Regions from separate parts of the Cyprinus carpio genome. Here region 2 is linked to region 1. Evidence: chromatin contacts called from public Hi-C data. All regions are on one chromosome and are shown on one strand. The core of a region is the stretch at or near the end of the contact, and the rest is flanking DNA. Distances in the headings are between cores, read along the strand shown. Region 1 overlaps LOC109095392 (deoxyribonuclease gamma-like). Region 2 holds the start of LOC109094925 (filamin-B-like).

Evidence for each region. Hi-C and Micro-C count contacts between places; a contact is called where the count stands out from the background.
Region 2: a contact with region 1 is called in a Hi-C map of liver, with 3 times the contacts expected there. The contact joins the promoter of LOC109094925 here to the enhancer-like site in region 1. A contact is called at or near these places in 4 of 8 Hi-C or Micro-C datasets (liver and skeletal muscle).

Annotation. Positions count from the first base shown.
Region 1 is chrA11:23,275,528-23,281,479 of ASM1834038v1, reverse strand. LOC109095392 (deoxyribonuclease gamma-like) reads right to left here. Exons shown (of 8, transcript XM_019109102.2): 2 at 5,639-5,727; 3 at 5,452-5,544; 4 at 4,757-4,869; 5 at 4,556-4,668; 6 at 3,746-3,903; 7 at 3,202-3,298; 8 at 1,747-2,222. The coding sequence ends at 2,157. LOC109094925 (filamin-B-like) reads left to right here. Exons shown (of 48, transcript XM_042766876.1): 48 at 1-893. The coding sequence ends at 120. Among protein-coding and RNA genes, the nearest start is that of LOC109095392, 3.4 kb to the right of the region's middle. Within about 2 kb of position 1,834, at least 1 of the 8 cell types and tissues checked has an H3K27ac peak or open chromatin away from gene starts, as enhancers often do. A contact at or near this core is called in liver, where this site is marked.
Region 2 is chrA11:23,366,213-23,372,927 of ASM1834038v1, reverse strand. LOC109094925 (filamin-B-like) reads left to right here and starts at 4,465. Exons shown (of 48, transcript XM_042766876.1): 1 at 4,465-4,879. The coding sequence starts at 4,579. LOC109098628 (sarcolemmal membrane-associated protein-like) reads left to right here. Exons shown (of 21, transcript XM_042766882.1): 21 at 1-1,330.

The DNA.
Region 1 (5,952 bases), core at 585-3,084:
ATGGGAAACATGCAGTACAATGTCAGCTACGTCTTAAAGGAGAGGGGCAACTACATTCTGGCTGTCAAATGGGGAGATGAACACATCCCAGGCTCCCCGTTCCAAGTCACCGTCCCATAATTCCCTGCGGTTAATCAGAAACACTGCTGACGGAGAGAAAGACACTGTACAAAAACAACTAGAAGAGCTTCTTCATTCTGTTGAACTTTGCACTTGATCAGGTTTTTGACTGGAATGTGACGTTAATGGCATGTTGTTATGATGCATGAATTGTACATTACTTCTATTTCTCAATTTAGTTCAGCATTGCAAGTCTAAAGATGAGTGTTGAAAAGTTAAAAGACGGTGTATGAACAAACCGATCAGGGTTTCACGCCCAAACGTCTCTTTACTACTGATATTGACTCTAATCGCTCGTCTCTTTCTAACAAAACTGACACTTTTAATGCACATATTATAACCTATCCATGTCTGTTTGATTCTCAGTGCATAAACGGAACTGTGATGTTCACTCGCTCATAAATCAAAGCATCATGCATCACTTCAAATCAAGCGAAGTGCATTCATTGAGTGTATTCATCTCAACGGGTTTCATTGAACAGTTTACATAAAGCCCTAAAGACCAAAAGATCTGATTTTCTGGCTTTATGAAGACGCTAATACACAAAAGTCACAGTAATAGATTTATGCAGGTCTTTCACGTTCTCTGTCTTAATTCTGCTAGTTTTGATACTCCAGTGGTGAAGTATTTTGTAAGTGTTTTAAGGGCAAGAGGGGACATTAACTGTATTTTGTGTTTAGCCGTTGGTGCCTTATTGTGAAACACGTGAATAGATTCGATGTACATTTTGCTTATTAAAACTGACTGGAATAAAGAATTCAAGATTAAAGAATCTACAGCCTCATTATTTATTGAGAGTGAAACTTTCAGAATTTTCTTTTACAACATTCTCTGAGGGGGAGTGTAAAGGATCAAATGTCTTTTTGAGTGAACTGTTCCTTTAACTGGGGAACTCTGTTCTGTTTAGAATTCCAATAACAGAAGGTGCATTGGCCACCTTGATTGAGAAATGTTCCATTGTTACCGTAGAAACGACCCTGGATAACATATAAACATGCATGTTTGTAGTTCCAAAGGTCTTGCTCAATATTCATGATTTCCTTTGCTTTGTATAGGCGGGATGAAGTCAATGTGAGTTAGTTAGCTTGTCATTTAGGATTATTAACTTCCATTGTCACTCACTGGCTGATCATGTTCAGAATAATGTTCTGCTGCCTCCTTCAGGAAAAATCTGAGGATTACAACACCCGCTTAAAGGGTTAGTTCAGACAAAACGATTTATATATATATCCTGAAGGAGGCCTACACGTGGCTGGCCTGGAAGATGAAGTATTTATTTATTAAATATTAATTTCTTTCATAAAAATAAATCTTACTGACCCCAAACTTTTGAATGGTAGTTTATATAAAAACAAATATTATCAGTAGGATTATTATAAAAATGGTTGCATGTTATGTCAAGCACTCAACTGGCTTTGTTTCTTCAGGTGACTATGAGATTGACTGTAAAACACCAGCCTATGGGAGATCTGGGATCGTAAGAAACACTTTCTATGCCAGGAATGGCTTTTTTAATATTCCCACAGTGACTGATCAACTCAGATGAAACACCAGTGAATGTTTTCTCACCCCATTGAACTTGAACAGACGGATTCACCTTAAATCTAATACTCTGTGTCTTTTACTCGAGTAAATCTTTTATTAAAATGAAATAAATCAGATAAGCATACATGCAAATGTCAATATGAAGCACTTATACAGGTGTTGTGGTGCACAGAGTTAATTAATGGAGAAATGGAGACGGGTTACAGTGGAAACATACTTGCAAACTAACTCTAGTGTCTCACAGCAACCAGTAAACCAACACTACAGACCGCTGGTTCATAATTAACAAGCACTGGAAGCTTGTCATTATCATTCAATCAAACATTTCTGTTCTTCTCTACAAAAACACAGTCAACAAATAAAGCACTGAACACTCGATTTCTACATCAAAGATAGTTAGAATTCGTTCATTTTCCTATAAGCTGTTTCTCATTCTCATCTGTAGGACTAATGAAGCAGGCGAGCAGTAAAGTGTAAATGGAGAAGGTTGTTATCCTTTCCTCTGTGCTTGATTTACTGTGATGCAGAGCGGGAAATGATCACTCACTGCCAGAGCCTGTAGAACAGACACACAGCTGTTAGTGTCTCCTTTACTGACCCGGGCAAGTTGTCACAGCTTACTCATAATGAATATTTTATCAAGTTTATGACATATAATGACATATTATACAACATATCTGCACTTAACAACTTTGAGCGATTTATGAAAAGGCTAAATATTAAATATTTCTGGCCAATAGAGATTACGCACAACTACTGCAGAAAAAAGCGTAACTGAGATATAACCTATATATATATATATAACCTATAAAGTTTTAGCTTTTAGTTTTGGATCTGTTTTAGTTATTTTAATACTACAGTTGATTGCTTCTGCTGTCCTCATTTGTAAGTCACTTTGGATAAAAGCGTCTGCTAAATGAGTTAATATTAATAAGTACCCTGTCTCCCTTAATCTTGTCATTTGTCAATTTTGTTTAAACTTTTTTCTTCAGAGCTCAGAGATTTCTTTTTTTGTTACTTTTGACATAAACACACAATCGTTCAAAAGTTTGGGGTCAGTAAAATGATTAAGGAAATTAGTTTATATTTTTATTCAGCAAGGATGATTTAAATTGATCAAAGCTGGCTTTAAAGACATTTGTAATGTTACAAATGATTTCTATTTAAACTAAATGCCAGATGTTTCCACAAATATATTAATCAGCACAACTGTTTTCAACATTGATAATAATCAGAAATGTTCCTTGAGCATCAAATCAGTATATTAGAATGATTTCTGAAGATCATGTGACACTGAAGACTGCAGTAATGATGATGAAAATTCAGATTTGATCACAGAAATAAATTACATTTTAAAATATATTCAAATAGAAAACAGCTCTTTTAAATTGAAAAAATATTTTACAATTTTACTGTATTTTTGATTATATAAATGCAGCCTTGGTGAGCAGAAGAGACTTGTTTTAAATACATTACAAAAATCTTACAGAACCCAAACAGCAGAACAGATTAGAATCTCATTAGAATATATTTACCTCCTGCTCAGTGAGGCCAAATTCCTCTTTAAAGTTGAACACCTCCACAGATTCAGGATTCACAGCCTCAATCATCTTCTCTCCACGGAGGACGACCCTGCAGCACAAGAAAATGGGAATGTGTTGGTCATCACATGACGTTATCTGAGACGTTAGGGGATGTTTGTCCTTCATAACATCAGATGAAAGTCATACACTTTCACTTTAGACCCTCAAGAAGTGTGCCAAATACATCAGCAAATCATAATACACTAGTAAAACTCGATTAACTCGTCACAACTTCCAGCACACTTCTTACTAAGGCTATAAACTCCAAGGTCATGGGTTCGATTCCCAGCAATAGCATGAACTGGGAAAATGTGAATGCAATACAAGTCTGTTTGGATAAAAGTGCATGCTAAATGCATAAATGTTAATGTAACCTGACCCTAAAATCTGACTGGCTAATAGAATGTTGTTCCAAAACCAACAAGGTTGTCAGTTCGTGAAATTATCATAGTCGCCAAGTCAGATGTATAGAACAAATGCAGTGTTATCTGTCTACCTGTCATAAGCACATGTGGTCGATGTCTTCACCGACGTGTCCAGCTTGTCACCTGTCAGCCACACAAACTCAGTTTCAGAGTGCAGGCGGATGTTCACCCACTGTCTCTTTGGAATGTAACCGCAGGCGGCGTTGAAATCCCCCATGATGATGAAGTTCTGACAAAATTAGAAAACTGAGTGAGGAAACAGGAACTCAGAGGAAACCAGAGACGCTTTGAGAGTGAAACCAGGTGCGCAGAAGACCATGAACAAGAAGGAATTTATTCCGCAGGTGTGCTTAGAATACTAACATGTTGCTGTACTATTAGACAGTATATGAAATAGATTTTATGGATTGTTGATTTTATTGTTGAGGCAGTGAATATTATAAAACCCAGTATGGCAGACATTAACCCAGCTAAAAAGGAATGTTCTCAGAAAGTTTTGGCATAGTTATGAGCAAACAATCTTTCAGTAACATTAATGAAACGTTTGTTCAGAGTTATCTGGTCTTTAATAATGTTAATAGCACAAAATATTATTCATACATCATTCACGGAACGTTTTAGTGAAATGTTTATCTGTTTCTTTTTAATGTTACTACTTGTTTCAGAATGTTCAGAGAACATTTAAAAGTAACAACAATGTTTCCAAAACGCTAAAATGGAATGTTCCTTTAACATTCGATAACCGCGAAAAATCAATTTAAAACATTTTTAAAAACTGGACGTTTGGAATGTTCAGACAACATTAAGAAGTAACGTTTCTACTTCTAATCGAAACATATTTTTGTGATTTGGGGATCAGGGTAGAGAAACGCTTCGCTTACGTCTGAGGGCCACAGCTGTGAAACGTTCTGATAAACGTCGAAGAGTTCGTCGAGTTCTTTCACAGCCGCTTCTGGAGCCGTGTGAATGGGGATGATGACGAAATCCCTGACTTCTGTAGTGAGACAGACGGGATGAAACGCATCGTTGTTGTTGTGGGGGGTAAGAGGTTCACCTTTCACACTCTTCTGTAAATGTCTCACCTGTTTTTGGAGACGAAAACCACACGACGAACGGTTCTCGAGCAAATGCGTCTTCATCTCCGGTTTGAGCGTCTGGATACTGATAGACGGATTTCACAGACAACATCTTCTGCCTGTTATGATCATAAACGAATCATTATTATAACCTGATTTCTTTTTACTCTTGGTAGATGCATATAGCCCGGTCTTTACTGGCCATTTGTCGCTTTTTGTTGGTGGCGTATTTAAACCTCGAAACCCTGATGGAATATGGCCCAAAACACACCACAGAAAACTATTTCTTAATGGTTGATAGATGGTTTGTAATGGTACTTTTAGTGGAAACCATTAGAATTTCTGTGATGTTTCTATTGTTTTTTGTTTTTCTCTCAGCAGGGAAGTTCCTACCAATATCTAGCAATTACTAAATTGTCCCTAGCAATAATTTTAGACAAAGAATTAAATGTCTGCTGTCTGCTACACCCTCAGTAAACCAACATACAATTCGTGTTTTCATTGGCAATCAAACCTAGCACCCCCCCCACCTTTCTTTTTCCACTGGAAATTCTAGATAACATTCACGCTAATTATATATATATATTAAAAAAGCATCAATCCACATTCATTTTGCATCTAAAGAAACATATATGAACCTGTTTTTGCATGCTGATATAACAATAATAATGATTTAATATTTGTTGATAAATTAAACATACCTGTAAATGAAGGCATACTGCTCTTTGTATGACTTTCTCCCGAGTCTCTCACTAATGACAGAGTTAAATTCATTTGCACGTGTCCTGGACCTGCTGTGGAGACATTTTGCAAAGATTTAGTATTTTGTTTGTCATTTTGCTCTATTTGCTGAAATGTCCTAATGTCTGTTGTATTTGAGCAGAGCACCTGTTCAGGTGAGTCATGAGCTGATCAAACGCTCTTCCTTTTGCATCTTTGATCTCCAGGACAAGCATGAGGTCACAGCGGCTGATGCTCTGCAGTGTGACAATGTGAAGTCATTCATTTCATCACTGTTTGTTTATGCCTTGAAAATCACATCACAATGTAAGTATCCACGTCCAGTCACCAGAATCTGAACATTTGGTACGTTGAAAGGAGAATTAAGACCTTGGCAGATCTGAGCAAACGGGACAATGTGACGACAAAAACGTCTTGTTCCTCTCCTCCTCCTCACTAGAGTTATAATAACATGCAATGAT
Region 2 (6,715 bases), core at 3,216-5,715, 89 kb before region 1:
TTGAGTTTCAGTACTTAAACTCCTACAGTACCTCCTGAAAAAGGCTCTGGGATTTTGCTGCCTTACCTGTAACATAAGTTACTTCTTACAGAATGAAATTGGATGCAAAGGCTTTAAAATGAATGGGGTAAATGGGTGAAAGTGTCACAAATCCACTCTCGGGTGAGAGTGGGTTATTTAGAGGGTGAATGGGAATGGGTTGTTTAAATGTGAATGTGCAAGTTGCTTTGAGACTGCAGGAAGACGAATTAACCAATGATGTGTTTGGTGTGTGGTTCACATTTGTCTGCTGTGCTGTAAATAAACAGTCGTGGAGCAAAAAGCCCAACTCATCTGGTTCAACGTGTCGAGGACTTTATTTTTGCATTTTTTTTTTTTTTGTTTAACTGGAAAGACATACTGCAACAAAAATCCGTTGAGCACTTCAACATGGATTTGACCATGAATGCAAAAAAGCAAAGCTTGTAGCACAGAAAGGATAGCTTTAAACTGATCTCTTGCATCGAAAGCAGTTTTTGTTTTTTTTAAACAGCATGATGGAATTTGTTATTTCTAAAATCCGTTTGAAACATCGTCCTTCACGTTGGAAGAATGCTCACAGGCCGTTTGTAAATATGTATGTATGATTGTTTGTGTGTAAATATGTTATAGTCACAAAATAAACATTGGATATAAATGATATCAATCACATCTAATTTGCTGCTGAAGCCAGTTTTTAGGATATGATGCATTGGCCTGGTCTCTTCCTTTTAATTGAGATACCGGTTCTCCGTTCGAGTTCGTTTTAATTTAGTTTTATAGATGCATTTTCAGCTTTATTTTGTCTTGAACACATGCAGTTTTCAGGTTATTGATTCCATATTCAGAATGCAAATTTAACAGCAACAAACCTTAGAACTAAGACGATGTAAATTTAAACCGGTCGTAGCTGAACCTATCAAGGCTCCTTTTTGTAAGCATCGAGTTTGTATTTTTGTTTTTTTATTCTCTGTCAGTTCATAGTGGTGGAATAAAGCTAAACCTGGGCCTTTGGGAAAAGATCTCTTTAAACTGGTCACCAACTACCTACCAAGTCAGTAGAGTACAGTACTATATACACTGCCTGTATATAGTTTTAATTCGTAAATAATGTCTTTGAAGTGATTTTTTTTTTCTTGAACTGAGAGCTCGGAATTACACTTTTGTTTTGAACATCAGAGATAGTTAATTGTCAGAATTCTATTTTGTAAAGAGAATGATATAACAAGAGCTTCTGGAATACAGATAAAGGGTATTTGCACTAACAAGTGTGATGTGCATGACTTCAATAAAACAGCTTCACTTTCCTTGACTAGTTTGATTCTTTTCGGGCAACACCTATATCATGTTTTTTAATATATAAGAATATAAAATGTAAGTTTTCTGTATGGATTTATCATTATTTAGCAAGCAAACATTCACCAATGTAATGTATGTGCGCTGCTTCCGGTGTCATTAGTTTCTAGTTATTACAAAAACACTCCTTTATGCTGCTTGATATTGCAAACTGCAAAACAAGGTGGATATACTGTACAGTACCTCTCATTTCTTGAAACTGTTTTAAACAAACTGTTGGCATAGTGTGTTTTCACCTTAAAATGTTTTTGTAGAAATGAACACAAGATGGCAGCCCTTACAAGATTTTTTTATTTATTTATTTTAACTTATGTTTCTGTTTTATGCATTATTAAGCATCTTACAAAGTATATATTTGTTCTCAGGAAAATATTATAAGCTTTCCCTCCTCAAGCACATCTCCTTGTGTCTGATAAGAGGTGTGGAATGTCTCAAATAGCTTTGCTGAATTGTTCTTTTGTCTGGAAGTCGGGAGAGATCTGTAAACTTGAGATTGCATGTTTCCTGCAGAATCACATTCTCAGTGAAGCCTGATAGAGTGCCAGCTGTCTGCACCCACTACCAGAGCTCATCGACTCCTGTCTGACACGTTCAGGGGCCCGAGGGGGCCTCGCTTTGACATGACTGTGACACATGGGCGTGTAACCCGGCCTGACTCAGGACAGAAGCGATGACGGGAAGCTCCTCGCCCGTCTGATAACACTCGACACACCCGTGCTGAGATCTGTGCAACATTACTGTTGTATCAGCACTGAAGCGCATTAAAATCACACGCGCTCTGTTCTTGTGTTCGGTTTAATACTATTTCCATTGCTCATTTTTAGGAGAATTTGAGCAACTAAGCTATACATAGCCTACAGAACATGCTCGAGCAGCGTCTATAAATAAGTATAATTTAGTCATACTGAAACTACAGATACAATGTTACTGCTGTTATCTTAATTTGCAGTTGTTTCAACATGCGTTTTTGAGTTTGAACAGCATGCTAGTTCAATAAATGATCAGCTTAGTTGAGGGCCAGTAAACTTATATTTTCTTCGTTATCGGGACAATTTATGAAACATTAGTTATGTCTACAAAAAAAATGCAAAGTGCCAGAAGTTACATTGTGTAGCTTTGAAATGTCTTTTAGTTGACGATGATGCAAGGAAAATCAGCAGTAGTTAATATTTATTGATCAAGGAAAAACAGTTAATAATTTTTAGTTAGAAATGAGTTAGCAAGGGTTTACATAACATTGGTTGTTTGTTTTTGCTTGATACATGTATTCATGTTTTGATATTATGGGGTGAGGGGTTAAAGATTAAAGTTATTCTTATGTTATATCATGTAATGATATGATATCAAACATGATATAAATGGAAAGAAATAAAACATATCAGTTTACTTAATGATGCAAAAAGAAAATTAAATGCATGCCTTTTATGATGAATTTGTATTTTCTCATTCATCAGACGGTTAGCTAACTGTGCCAGGAACGTATAGTGGCACAAGATGAAAATCCTTTTAAAAATTCTGAACTACTGATTGGAAAAAGTGTTGCTCAAAAGATCTGTGAATCTCAGAAATAAAGCAGTACAGTAAAAAGTACAGATTGATTGTTAAATATGTGCCCTTCAGACAGAAAATGTGTCTGATTCCATTACACTGAATAAATGCTGATCTCTAACATGATTCAGAAGCACCTGGAAATGTGATGCCAGCACTATCAAAGATCTCATGCAGTCTGCTTTACCTACAATACATCATCCAACAGATGAGTCGGGCCGCGCCTGAGGGCCCTGGTTTGGAGCAGCGTGTGGGTTTGAGTCCAGACAGACAGACAGAGGCTGTAATCTGTGCCTCAGACACATTACTCAGCTCAGTTATGAAAATCCTATCGCTTCAGTCAATGCAGCCTTCCTCATCCGACTGATTCATCATCACCGTCACTGAGGTTAAAAACTAACAAAGAGCCGAGACAAATCATTACAGGACAAACATTGCATGCAGCGAACTCGACTCATATTTACTTAATAACATTTCAAAATCTATTTTGGTCTGTATTTAAAGGAATAGTTCACCCAAAAACAACAATTTTCTGAAAATGTACTGACCCTTAGGTCATATCATATACTGTAGATGAGTTTGTTTCTTCATCAGATTTATAGAGAAACTGTGTTGCATCACCAATGGATCCTCTGCAGTGAATGGGTGCCGTCAGAATGAGAGTCCAAACATGAGTCCATAATCCATAATAATGCTTGCTCTAGTGAAAAAGTCCATCTCCTGTTGTCTCTCACATCAAAATCCTGAACTGTTTTTATTTGTAAAGTGTTTGATTTGTAGCAGATTTCTCACCTGATTTAGGAGAACATTCTCATATATATATTTATAAAAAAAAATAATATTTATTAATATATAAAGTTAGTCATTTTAGTGGTTAAACTTAAACTTATTTCAGTTATTTGCCAAGGTAACATTTCTAATTTTCATTTGGTTCACTTTTTTTTCTCCATATAATATTTATATTTTATTTTATCTCAGCTATATTTTAATCAACAAAAATAGTTTTACATCATGTTAACATAATAATTGTGGCCTTGGATGCTTTTGTCTATTTATTTCCTTATTATTTTTTGTTATTTGTCTAGATTACAATTAGAAATGAGTTTATGCTTCAATCTTCTTCGTTATTATTTATTTTTAAAGACACATTACAAAAAAAAAAAAAAAAAAAATTAGGAAAAATCTAACAGAGCAAGATAATAGTAATAGTATGCTTATGCTTTAATATAATTTAAACAAAACAAAAGTGTATCCAGATTTTTTTATAGTTTTCTTTTAATTGTGTTATTTTTATTATGTTTTACAGAACACAAGCAACATTGCAGATAAGTGTACAAGAGGTAGTATGAATGTACTTATATTTACTATTTGACTTTTATTTATTTAACTTATATTTATATATATATATAATTATCCTCTTGCCACACACTTTCTTTTGAAAGAGCTACTAGGAGAGAGAAGGGCCGTGACATGTTGTAGAAATGCAGGTTGGGTTTGATGCTGCGCAGGTGGCGTCACCCGCGCGCCGTATATAACAGTGCGCGCAGGCGCGTCCGCGAGACAGAAACAGTTCGGAATACAGGAGCGCACGAACGCGCAGACACACGAAACACATCCTGAGTTATTAACCAGACAACATACGAGTATTAAATCATCATGCCGGCCACAGAGAAGGACCTGGCGGACGACGCGCCGTGGAAGAAGATCCAGCAGAACACTTTTACGCGCTGGTGTAACGAGCACCTGAAGAGCGTCAACAAACGCGTCGCGGACCTGCAGCTGGACCTGAGCGATGGACTGCGACTCATCTCTCTGCTCGAGGTGCTCAGCCAGAAGAAGATGTACAGAAAATATCACGCCAGACCCACCTTCAGACAGATGAAGCTGGTGAAGGTGTCGTTTGCGTTGGGGTTTATTTTCTGGGAGGGGATATTATGATGGTGTTGTTCGTTGGTTTGTTTGGTTTCTTCTGCTTACTAGTCCGGACCAAAGTGTCTGTGGTGTACCCTTGTAACATGACTGTGGTGTCCTGGAGCTAATTCGTAGTAATGCACCATGATATTTAGGGTGAACTCCGGTAAATTGGGACACTTTTGTCATTGAGGTGACTGGGAAAGTGGCTCAATCACCCTGAATTAACCCTGTGTGGTACAGCAAGGAACTTCATTTTGAGCCAGATCAAATACCATGATATTTTACATTTTTAGTGTCTGCAATTGTTTGCTTTTTTGGTTTAAATAAACAACCATTGCGCACTGATGGTATCATATATAGTATGCATACATTTCTAGGGTTTTGTAAGCGTTCGGTGACTTTACCACGGTTCATGTGAAAAAAAAAAAAGTATTTTTGTTGTTATATCTCTTTTCTGTCTTGGTATCAGATAAAGCTCGGTATTGCTAAAGCATTCTAAAAATCATGTACCATGGTATTTTTATGGCTCTAGATGGTTTTATAAGGAATGCATGGATTTTACTAGGATATATGTCAAAAAACACTATGATTGTGGTGCCATATCCCAAAAAACATGTTAATGTCACAGTAGTTTTGTATTTTTTTTCCCCTGTCTGTTTATTGATGAAGTACTGTGGTGTACCATGGTACGCCAAGATGCTCTATAGACATGTAACATAGAAATACCCCTCAAAAATCATGGTAATACTATAGTTTTTGGTACTTTTTTATATTAAATATATAGTGACACCTAGAGAGATGCAGTATATAAAGGGTTTGTTATTATTTATTATTTATTATTTAATATATAATATATATATATATAATATATTATATATATATATATATATATATATATATATATATATTATATATTACAAATACATAATAATAAATTTAATAATAATTATAAATCAAACATAAATAAAACATTATATATTCATATTTATAAATATTATTTATTTAATTTATTATGTATTTATAAATTGTATAAGTATTTAATAAATTACATAAATGTAAAATAAATGTAAAATATTATTAAATCTAATATAAATGTATTTATTTAGTATATGTAAGTACATAATAAGCAAACTTTTGTTCTATCTCCTCCCAGCCTTCTCTTACTCAACATCTTTGGTTTGCAGAGTTGCATCATAAACCAAAAGTATTTTTGATCATGTCAAAGAGCTGCTGACATGATTCATTCTCAGCAGATAAGAGATAACATCCACCCAGTGTCTATTGATTCTTACTAGATTATCCGTCTCATCTCTGCAGGATTTCCTTATTTGGTCTGGCTTTAGAAAGTTGCACCATTAATAACATTCTTGTGTTCGTTAAGATTAAGAAATCCGGAGAATTTCAGCATTCCAGAGGCTTAAATATTAAGATGTAGTTTCATAATGGTTGTGTTTGGTGCCAAACACCTTTAGCTGGCCTGTGACATTCTTGAAGCCGATCCAAATGCATCAGGCTGCATTTCTTGTGGCTTTTATGTGATTTCTCACGCCGTCGCTGTTGTTTTATGTGCCAGTGCTTGTGTAGATCCTGAAAATAGATTATGCACATACGTTCAATACCAGAACAGGTGCTTACTGTCACCTGTACAGTCGGGGTCACAGGACGTTTCTTCCATATTTGGCAGTCAGTTGCTCGAAGCAAAATACATGCAAACATTGCCATGGCGACGCCCAACCTAATTTCCTTGTGGTTCTTGCCTGGTTACGTATGTTTGTGAGCAAATAAACTTCATTCATTCACATTTGTGATGAAACTTGAGGTGTGAGGGCCTGAGGACACGTCAGGATGGACTTGTACATGTTTCTGTGTGTCTCAGAAT